2 separate regions of the Mus musculus genome follow, and region 2 is linked to region 1. Evidence: chromatin contacts called from public promoter capture Hi-C data. All regions are on one chromosome and are shown on one strand. Each heading gives the region's core, a stretch centred on a gene start, on an enhancer-like site or on the middle of the called end of the contact. The rest is flanking DNA. Distances are from core to core; before and after follow the strand shown.

The links. Promoter capture Hi-C pulls out the DNA fragments that hold promoters and counts their contacts.
Region 2: a promoter capture Hi-C map of cranial neural crest shows a contact between it and region 1. The contact joins the promoter of Kctd17 here to the promoter of Arhgap39 in region 1. A contact is called at or near these places in 2 of 39 promoter capture datasets (cranial neural crest and erythroid cells).

Annotation. Positions count from the first base shown.
Region 1 is chr15:76,815,327-76,820,262 of GRCm38.p6, forward strand. It overlaps Arhgap39 (Rho GTPase activating protein 39), which reads right to left and starts at 2,840. Exons shown (of 12, transcript NM_001168288.2): 1 at 2,666-2,840.
Region 2 is chr15:78,425,918-78,430,853 of GRCm38.p6, forward strand. It overlaps Kctd17 (potassium channel tetramerisation domain containing 17), which reads left to right and starts at 2,647. Exons shown (of 8, transcript NM_001289671.1): 1 at 2,647-2,950; 2 at 4,125-4,233. The coding sequence starts at 2,741.

The sequences.
Region 1 (4,936 bases), core at 1,590-4,089:
AACAGCATCAAGGAGTCAAGACACCTCAGGAGAGGCTGCAATAGCTAGACTGCGAAACTATGCACGGACCCGTGAGTCTTTGTTGGGTGCAGTTCCTAATCCACAGCCCTCTGCCCCAGCAGGCATATGGCAGAGGCCAGAATGAGACTGGACTACTTTTTTCTTTTGTTTAAAGACATGGTCTCATATAACTTAAGTGGTTCATATAACTCAGCTTGGCCTCAATTCTTCTTTCTCCTCCCAAGTGCTGGACACCATATCCTTAGGAACAAACAAACAAACAAAACATTCTCACCTTCACTGCCACAAGTCTCAAGACCTCACTTAACTTTTCTATCAGAGTACGAATGCTATTTTACCATTTTCCAGAGTAATTCTGAGATAAAGAGGGAAACGTAATGACTAGATTAACTGTTTCCTTGAAAAACACAGCAATCCCCCTCACTTTGGTTTAAAGTCTATCTGAACTTCTTCCGGTAATTTACCAAGGCCCGCTACCATACAGGTAAAACCTGGCTCTCATTTTGTTACTTACGTCTTCAGTGTCAAAGTTTATCCTTAATAAGGTTACCTTTCTTAATTCAAAGGTAACACTGTGCAGTACAACACTGTAGGCCTGGCTCTCACTGCCCAGGGCCTGCATGCCCCCTTCCCTCTGGCAACACCAAGCTCACGTCTCCCGGTCAGCACTGTGGCAATCTGTGTGCTGCACGAGAGGTTTCCTTACCAAAGAGACTTTTAAAGCAACTCTATGCAATTAATTTATCTAAGTGTATAAAATTGTTCTTTTTTTCTTTAGAAAGATTTGCTTCCAACCAGCTAGATGTGTGTGTCAGTGCGTATGGGCACTTTGATATGAGAGATAACTCCTAAAATTTATCTTCTGACCTCTACTCGACAGAGCTGGCACAAACATAAAATGAAAATAATTAAACACACACACACACTAGCCCATACACACAAAATGAAAATAATTACATGTATGCACACACACATACATACTTGCACACACACAAGTACTTTGTGCCAAGCATGGCAATGCATGCCAGACAAGATCATGAGTTTGAAACCTACCTGAGCACATAGCAAAATTCAGACGAAATTACAATTTTAACACACACACACACTTAGTTTATGCACTTTGTAACACACAGTCCAACCTATACCTAACCCTGACAGCTTGCAATTTCGTAGCAAGAACAATTCCTAACACTCAAAACTTCCCAGGTGTGAAAAATTTTACAAGTCTTAAGTCACAGAGTCCTCACAACAGCATTCTGAGACCAATACTATTAGTGTACCCATTTTACAGCCAAGAAACCAAAGGCAGAGAGACCTTACCTAATACCACAAAGCCAGTAAAGGAGGAGTCATGACTCAAGGGCGGTCAGTCTGGCTCCAGAACCAGCACTCATTTTCACTCTGCTCCAGACTCTTACAAGACAGCTGATTAGACCACGAGCTGGAAGGAGTCACATCTCTCTATTCCCTCCTAGGCACTCAGAATCCCTTGAAGACTGGCTTTCCGGACTATCCAGTCACACCTCTCCTTCTAATTCCCTTCCCCCCACGTTCGTTGTAAAAAGGGGAGCAGGGACAAAACCACCTGCTGTTTACAGACTGCGCCCAGGACGCAGTGCTCAATTGCCCTCCCTAGCTCCCAAAGACAAACGTCCGTATTGTCTGCACCACGGGAGGAACTGAAGCCTTGCAACTGTACGTTTTTCTGCAGAGGTCACTGGAGGCCTGGCCAACCCGAACAACACTGAAGGGGGAGGGGGTCCAGCCGCATTTTTGCGGCTGAAGGTTGCGTAGCGCCCACAGCAGCTGCGGTGAGCAGCAGCATGGAACACACCCACAGCTGCCGCGCCCGAAGCGGGCAGCACGTTTTAAAATAAAGACAGCCTGCCTGGCCCGGGATGCACAGCCTGCCGGCTCGCAGCCCCCACCCACCCCACGCCTGCCAAACAGCAGGCGCCCAGGGAGTTCCAAGTCTGAAAGGCCGGGGAGAGGACCACCCGAGCCTGCCGCAGAGGCCCTGCCGCGAAGCCAGGGCGCACCACGCGCAAGCAAGCCACGACCCGACCCAGAGACGCCCACCGACTGCCGGGCATCGCGGACAAAGCCTAGCCCGCAAGATCCTCGTTCGGCAAGCACTATCTCTCACCACCCCCAAACGGACCGGAGCCCAGTGCACAGAAAGGGCACAAGCACACCACCGGCTCTGGGCCTGGACACAGAACGCACGCACACCTGTCCTCGGGCTGACTACACACACCTGTCTGCAGGCCGGGCACCCTCACATCTCACACCCACCATCAGGTCCACCCCAACCCCAACCACCTCAAGCAAAGGGCTCGCACACAACTATCTTGGCCAGGGACACACACGCACTCACGCCCATCCAAAGGCCGGGCACGCGTGCAGACCATGGCACCCTCACACCCACCACCCTCGGGCCCCTGCTCTTACGCAAACCCGCCTTCACACTCCCTGGCCCTTGGCCGCGGCGTCCTCCTGCGGACCCTCCCCTACCGGGTCACCTGGGGCCCCGATTTCTAGCACGACTGGACTGGGGGGCCTCCGCCTGGGCCAGGCCGTGGGGCCGCAGCGAGGCCTCTCCGCCATCTTCCCGGCCCGCGCCGCCCACCTCCCGCGCTCTCACCAGCCGGCCCTGCGCCCGGAGCGCCGCCACTGCCCCTCATCACCGACCGCACGCTGCGCCCCAGCTCCCGGCGGCTCCCGGCCGCCGTCGCCGCCGCAGCCAGCGCTTCACGTCCTGGGTCTCCGCCGCTGGTCCAGTGCGCTGCGGCCGCGCGTCCCCCGTCACCAAGCGCAACCCCCCGCCTCCGACTCCGCCCCCGCGAGGATGGTGGCGCCGCCAGGGGGCGCCGCCCGCGAGGCTGCAATGCGCCTGCGCCACCGCGCAGCCCCTCGGGAGCTCCGAGGGAGCCTTGCCTCTGTCGGAGGCCCCGCCCCCGATGCCGCGCTAGCCGGCCGTTCCGCTCTCACCTGTACCCGCCCACTTCTGGAGGTCTGGGTCACCTCAGGTGTGTCCTAACGTGGGTGTGGCGTGACTCTATTAGTTCTAGCCCTGCTGGGGTTCCTAAGCTTGAGATATACCTCTTCCTTGACTCTGGAAAGGTAGCTATTGTCTAAAATACTCTGCGTATTCCATGTTTGTAACTTCCCTTTATTATTTTCCTCCTTTTATTTCCTTGACTATTCTCGTAGTAACTCAGGCACAGCTTTAAATGTGCTCTCTTTTCTATTTTTTTTTTTTTTTTTGTAATGTGTATTGTGTGTGAAGCATGTGCACGCACGTGCCAACAGTGTCCGTGTGGAAATCGGAGGACAACTCCTTTCACCATGGGTTCTAATGACGGAACTCGCATCATCAGGCTTGCACAGAGAGCACCTCTACCCACTCCATGGCCCTTTTAACTTCTTATTAATTTTTTTTAAGAGAGAGAATTTCAGATGGCCCAGGCTGACCTTCAACTTCCCTATGTAGCGAAGGATGACTTTGAAACTCTAATCCCGTCTTCATCTCTCTTGTGCGAGGATTACAGGCACCATATCCGGTTTACACAGCTGAGGAGGTGAAACCCATTCTAGGAAAGCCCTTTACCTACTGAGCTACATCCTCAGCTGCCATTTGGGTTTTTTGTATTTGACGAGCTCTTGCTCTGTGTACCCGGGCTGGCCTCAAACTTAAAATCCGTCTTTAACACATTACAAGTGCGTTTGTCACCCTCCCAGACTTCGGAATATTCAGTGTTGTTGTTGTTGTTTTTGTTTGTTCATGTTTTCGTTTTTTGAGACAGGTTTCTCTGTGTAGCCCCGGCTGTCCTGTAACTCGATCAGTAGACCAGACTAGCCTCAAACTCAGAGCTATCTACCTGCCTCACTTTGCTAGTGCTGAAATTAAAGACGTGGGCCATTACTGCCCGACACCAGTTCTTTACTTTAAAAAGAAAAACACACACACACACACACAAAAAAAAAACCAAACTTTTTTTTTACCTTGGCTTGACAATTAAGAGTAAATACTGCTCTTCCTGAGGATTCAAGTTCAATTCCCAGCATCCATGTCAGGTGACTCAAAACCACCTATAATGCCTGACAGAGGTGGCACATGCCTTTAATCCCAGCACTTGGGAGGCAGAGGCAGGCGGATTTCTGAGTTCAAGGCCAGCCTGGTCTACAGAGTGAGTTCCAGGATAGCCAAGGCTATACAGAGAAACCCTGTCTCAAAAAACCAAAAAACAAACAAACAAACAAAACAAAACAAAACACCTATAACTCCAGCTCCATGAGATCAATAGTATTCATGTGTACACACACACACACACATTTTTTAAAATGGTGAAAATGAGCCTTCAGAATATTTTGCTTATTTAGTTTGTATGTCTGTAGGGCTGCATGTGTCAAGACCTCTGTAGAGATGTCAGAAGACAAACTCTAAAGGAGTCATTTCTCTTCGGCTATTGAGTCCCGAGGATGGAACTTGGGCCATCAAGCTAGTGGCAGGTCATCTCCAGCTCATGTCTTCATTTCTCTGTGTCGTATTTAAATTCCACTTGCAGACAAATAAAATGGCCCAAAGCTCTTCCAGGACTGCACACAGCGTTCCATCTGTATCCAGACCAAGAGAGCTCAGAGCCTTCCACACCCCGCAGTGCTGCAGACCCAAGCCCTGGGGATCTCCACTGTGCTCACACTTAGCACGTCCTTGCTGAGTCATCCTGGGCTCTGCTCTTAGGTATGGATGAGGGCTCCTGCTCTGTCTCCAGCCCCCTCAGCAATGCGGCTGGAAACAGACGTTCTAAATGCTGCAGAAAGGAACGCACAAGCAGCAAGGCTATTTATCTTTGCAAAAATGAAATTAACCGGGCTAGCAAGTCCTCGAGGGCCAGAAGCTCACTTCGAGTGT
Region 2 (4,936 bases), core at 1,397-3,896, 1.6 Mb after region 1:
CTCTGGGGGTGTCACTTCCAATGGGTTGTGGTTTGGATGTGAAGTGTTCTCTACCCAGCTTGTAGGTGGAAACTTGGTCCCTAGCTGGTGGCATTATTGGGGGTGATTAGCACATGGGGCCATTAATTTTATCAATGGATTACATTAGCTCCGTTGGAACTAATGAGTTTCAAGCTGAGTGGGCTACTCAGAGGAAGGGCCTGGATGGAGGAAGTGGTAACTCTGGGATGCACCTCCGAACAGTAGAACTTGTCACTGGTTTCTGTTTCTTTGTTTCTGTCTCTTTCTGTCTCTGTCTCTCTGACTCTGTCTCTGTTTCTCTCTCTCCCTCTCCTCTCCTCTCCTCTCCTCTCCTCTCCTCTCCTCTCCTCTCCTCTCCTCTCCTCTCCTCTCCTCTCTGCTCTCCTTTCTTCCTTTTTTTCTGCCACGAGGCAAGCAGACCCTAGGTTCAGTCCTCAGTACTGCACCCCACCATACCTCTAAAAAGGGAAACTAAAACCAACAGTCGATAAACTATGGAAAGTAAGCAACACGTAATAACTCGTTCTCTTTTCAAGTTATTGCGCTCAGGTTATTTTATCCCAGCAACGGAACAGTGACACAGGGGGAGAACATTAGGTGTCTGTCGGAGGAGCTTGTCTGTCCAGGGTAGGGGTTCTGAAAGAAGGAGAAGAATTTGAGGCAAGCCTTCCTCTTTATTCACCCTCAAGGTACTGGCCCATCTGACACCAAACAGGGACAATGTCCAGATGTGTGCTGGACTCCCACTGGCCTGCTTGGACCGGCTGTGTGGACTGTGGTCTCCTCACCTGTGGTGTTGCCATAGGAAGGAGGGACAGCTTCCGAGTCAGTGAGGCAAGGCTTTGAGGTTGACTCTGCTCTCCATAGCCTCTCCCAGCACTGTCCCACAGTCCCTGAGCCTCCTTTTATCTACTGTAAGAGAGGCATGGAAAAGTAGGATCCATATCTGAGAGTCCCGGAATGAGGACGGCCCATGTGTGGGCACCACTTGAACCAGGAAAGCTCTCAGTGAACAGTACCTGCTGTCCTGGTGGCTGCCGTCATCACCCTGATCGCGATGGCACACCAAGAGTGTGGTCTTGAGAGCACGGTGCTCAATGAACTTATCTCTGATGGATGCTTTTGGTGTCTGTGGCCAGGTACTTATAACAGGGCCCTGCCTGGAGGACATCACAGGTATATGTGCAGCCCGAAGGAGGAAGATCTGACCTCCATCCTTTGCAAGGGGTTTGCCCCTCTCACCTCCCCAGTGATGGGTCAGCTTGACACAGTTTAGAATCACCTGTGAAGAGAGCTAGTGATGAATTGTCTGAATCAGGTGGGCATGACTGTAGGAGATTGTCTTGATTACATTAATTGATGTGGGAAGACACAGCCCACTGTGGGAGACACCATTCCCTAGGCTTCAGCCCAGGACGGTGTAAGAGTGGAGACAGTGAGCTGAGTACAAGCATACATTTGTTCTCTCTCTGCTCTTGATTGTGGATGTGGCTAGCTGCCTCGAGGTCCTGGAACCTAGACTTCCCTATAGCAAAGAGCTCATATGGAATTATGAGCCAAATAAACCATTTTCTTCCTACGTTAGCTTTTGGCAGGATGTTAATATTACATCAACAGAAAGTGAAACTAGGCCATCCCTAAGTCAGGTCTTTTTGTACCTGCTGTGTTGTCCTAAAAGGAACAACTGTCCTCAGGAACTCACTGAACAGTGGGGTGAGAACAGCAGTGACCATGTCCCCCAAACAGGATCCTCCCCCTCCCCTGTTTCCTCTCCATTCTGCTAGCCCAGCAATCACCTTGAATGCCAATGCTAGAGTGACCATTTCCAAACCCTAAGCCCATTCCTCCTTTGCTGAGAGCTTTGGAGCCTCCCCAGTCCTGCTGCACACCCCACACTCCCATCAAGGAAAGGCATCTGGGGGGCCTGGGCATCTCAGCATCATGGGGGAGGGGGCTATTCTAAAACTCCCCTTCCCCACTTTGTAGAGCCGATCCATGCCTCATCTCCAAGCTTCAGGTCAAGCACATATGGAAGCCAAGTGGCACCAGAGAAGCCAGTACCTGAACTTCATCTTCTGAACGTTCACTCTTTAAGCAGACTCCGTAGCATTCAGACTAGACCAAGACTGGCATCCAGAGCAACCCGGCAGGGATGCAGGAAGCTTAAAGGAGTCATATGTATGCTCACACAGCTTCTGGCACACAGAAACGTTCAGCCAGCCCTAAGCCCAACTACATATCCTCAAAGAATTTAGGAAGAGGTGGTGACTATACCTCATCCCCGTGGTCTTTGCCACACACGGGACAAAAAAGAAACACTGCTGATGTGGCTCATGCACGCATATGCACACACGCACATGCTCACACACAGGCGCGTGCGCCTATTTTTAAAAGTAGGTTCAGGTAAATATAGGAATTTCTGGAGGAAGAAAGTTCTTCTCAGGTCAGGTATTCCTCAGCTGGGGCCCCCGTACAAAGCAGAACAAATGGGGGGGGATAGCCAATGAGGAAATCACTGTTTTCGCAGGGCCTTCTGCAAACCAAGCAGTCTGGCCACACGGAGAGACCAGATGATAGATCACCAAGAAAGGCAATGTGGGGCGGGACGTGCTGTCCGAGCAACACCAGGACAAGCGCAGAGCATCCCAGCCCTGGCTCCAGACTACAGCTCCCGGCATGCCCTGCACCTGGTACTCGCCCGCGGCGTGCGGAGGGAAGGATGCAGACAACGCGGCCGGCGATGAGGATGGAGGCCGGGGAGGCAGCGCCACCGGTGGGGGCGGGCGGCCGCCCCGGGGGCGGCTGGGGCAAGTGGGTGCGGCTGAACGTGGGGGGCACGGTGTTCCTGACCACCCGCCAGACGCTGTGTCGGGAGCAGAAGTCCTTCCTCAGCCGCCTGTGTCAGGGCGAAGAGCTTCAATCGGACAGGGTGAGCCCTGAGCCCGCTGACAGGGGGGTCCTGGCCCCGCGCTCCCGGGCTGTCCCGCCTGCGCGTCCCTCGGCCTCTGGCTTTCCTAGGATTCTGAGGCGGGGAGCCGAGGCAGGAGGAGGGGGAGGAAGAGGAGCCGAGAGGAATAGCTATACCCATTGCCGTGGCAACGGGACAGCACAGGCCGCAGCCATTTAGAGCTTTGGAGAGCTGCCCCAGATCCGGGACGCTTCCTTACTGTGGAGCGCTGGGGAGGGACCAACAAACCGGGCCTGCCTTACTGCCCTGGCTGACTCTTAAAGGAGTTGATGCGGCTGCTTCTCCCCGCCCTTAGGGTGTGGGCAGCTGAAGGGTACAAGGAACTAGATGGAGGAGGCCTGGGTGTCTTGGAGCTGGGCTTAATGTAGGGAAGAGCACTGGCTTTGGAGCTATCACTTGTGGGCTCACCCTGCTCTCCTGCCAAATTCCCAAATGACCAGGGAGGAATCGGGAGGAGAGGGGAACTTCCCTGCTCTCTGACTTTGGCCTCCTAGTGTGCAAGGCCTCTGGAGTTGGCTTGTCAAAGTCCCCTGTCCCCCATTCTGTGGCCCTCTTACACTGTGCCCTTGGGTGAGTCCCCTGTCCCTTGATGTCTCCGTCTTCTGTGCTGGGTTGTCCAGATCCCAGTCCTCCCTGCAGGCTGCACTTGTCCAATCAGAGTGCAGCTTCTTTGGAAACTTGCAAACATCTAGTGAATAGTGGGGTTGGCTGGGGGTGGGGGTGGGCGCGGTACACAGCCTCCAAGAGGGAAACTTTCCTAAGAGGGAAATTCACTGGGTCCTGTGCTGAGAGAGAGGTAAGGGGCCACTCAGGAATCCGGTCACCCTCTATACTCACATCTAATCCTCTGACTATGGGAGAAAGAAGCAACGCTCCAGAGGCCAGATGATTGGCTCAAGGTCACACAGCCTGGAAAAGGCAGAGGCAGGGTTCGAACCCAGATCCTTACTGCTTTCTTCCTGCTTCCTCTCTCCCTGTAGCCATTCTTCCAGCCAGCCTGTGGTGACTTGAGTTTATGTGTGTGTGTGTGTATGTGTGTATGTGTGTGTGTGTGTGTGTGTGTTAGGAGGGGTGGGGGTGGCTGGCTTGGGGAAGCTTGCACACCCCTCACTTCCTGTGGTCATCTCCTCCACAGGATGAGACCGGGGCCTACCTCATTGACCGTGACCCCACCTACTTCGGGCCCATCCTGAATTTCCTCAGGCATGGAAAATTGGTGCTGGACAAGGACATGGCCGAGGAGGGTGAGTTGGTCCATTGCGCTGGTCTGGGTCTCTACAGCCTACCGGAGCCTTCAGGGGAGGCCTAAAAAAATTGTCTTGAAGCCAGGACAGTGGCTACATTTCCCCATTATTTTCTGCCTGTCCCAGAGTGGAGTCCCATTCTCCAGGTCTCGGCAAGACCGACAGACCCCCGTGGTCACTGGGTAAATGGCAGGGAAACAGGAAGTGGTAAAAAGGAAGCCAGCCAGGTCCTGAAACATCTGTAGCCTTTGGGAATGTACGTCCTTCCTCCCTGGCCTCTGGCAAGCCAGGCGTAGCCTGTGATGCTCCAGGCTGGATGGGGGAAGGGTTGGGTCTTTTTTCTCGGCCTTACTCTGTGTCTCCCAAGCAAGGGCTTCCCATCAGCCAGGAGGCAAAGTTAGTGGTTCTCCCCCATAGCTGGCAGCCTCTACGGCCCAGTGGCTTGTTGGGGAGAACTTTGGCCTTTCCCAGACCCCTGGAGGCTCATATCCGGGCCCAGCTGATGTGGAATCGGGGTGGGGAATAGATCAGAGCAAGGACCACAGTCATCCCCAAACCAGCTCTCCTCGGTACACTTGAGCTCTGGACCAGGCTAGCTCAGACGTGTCAGTTTTCTTTGAGTCTCTCTTGGTGTCTCCAAAAATACCAAAAAAACAAAAACAAACAAACAAACAAAAAAGGCATCACGACCCACATTCAGAAG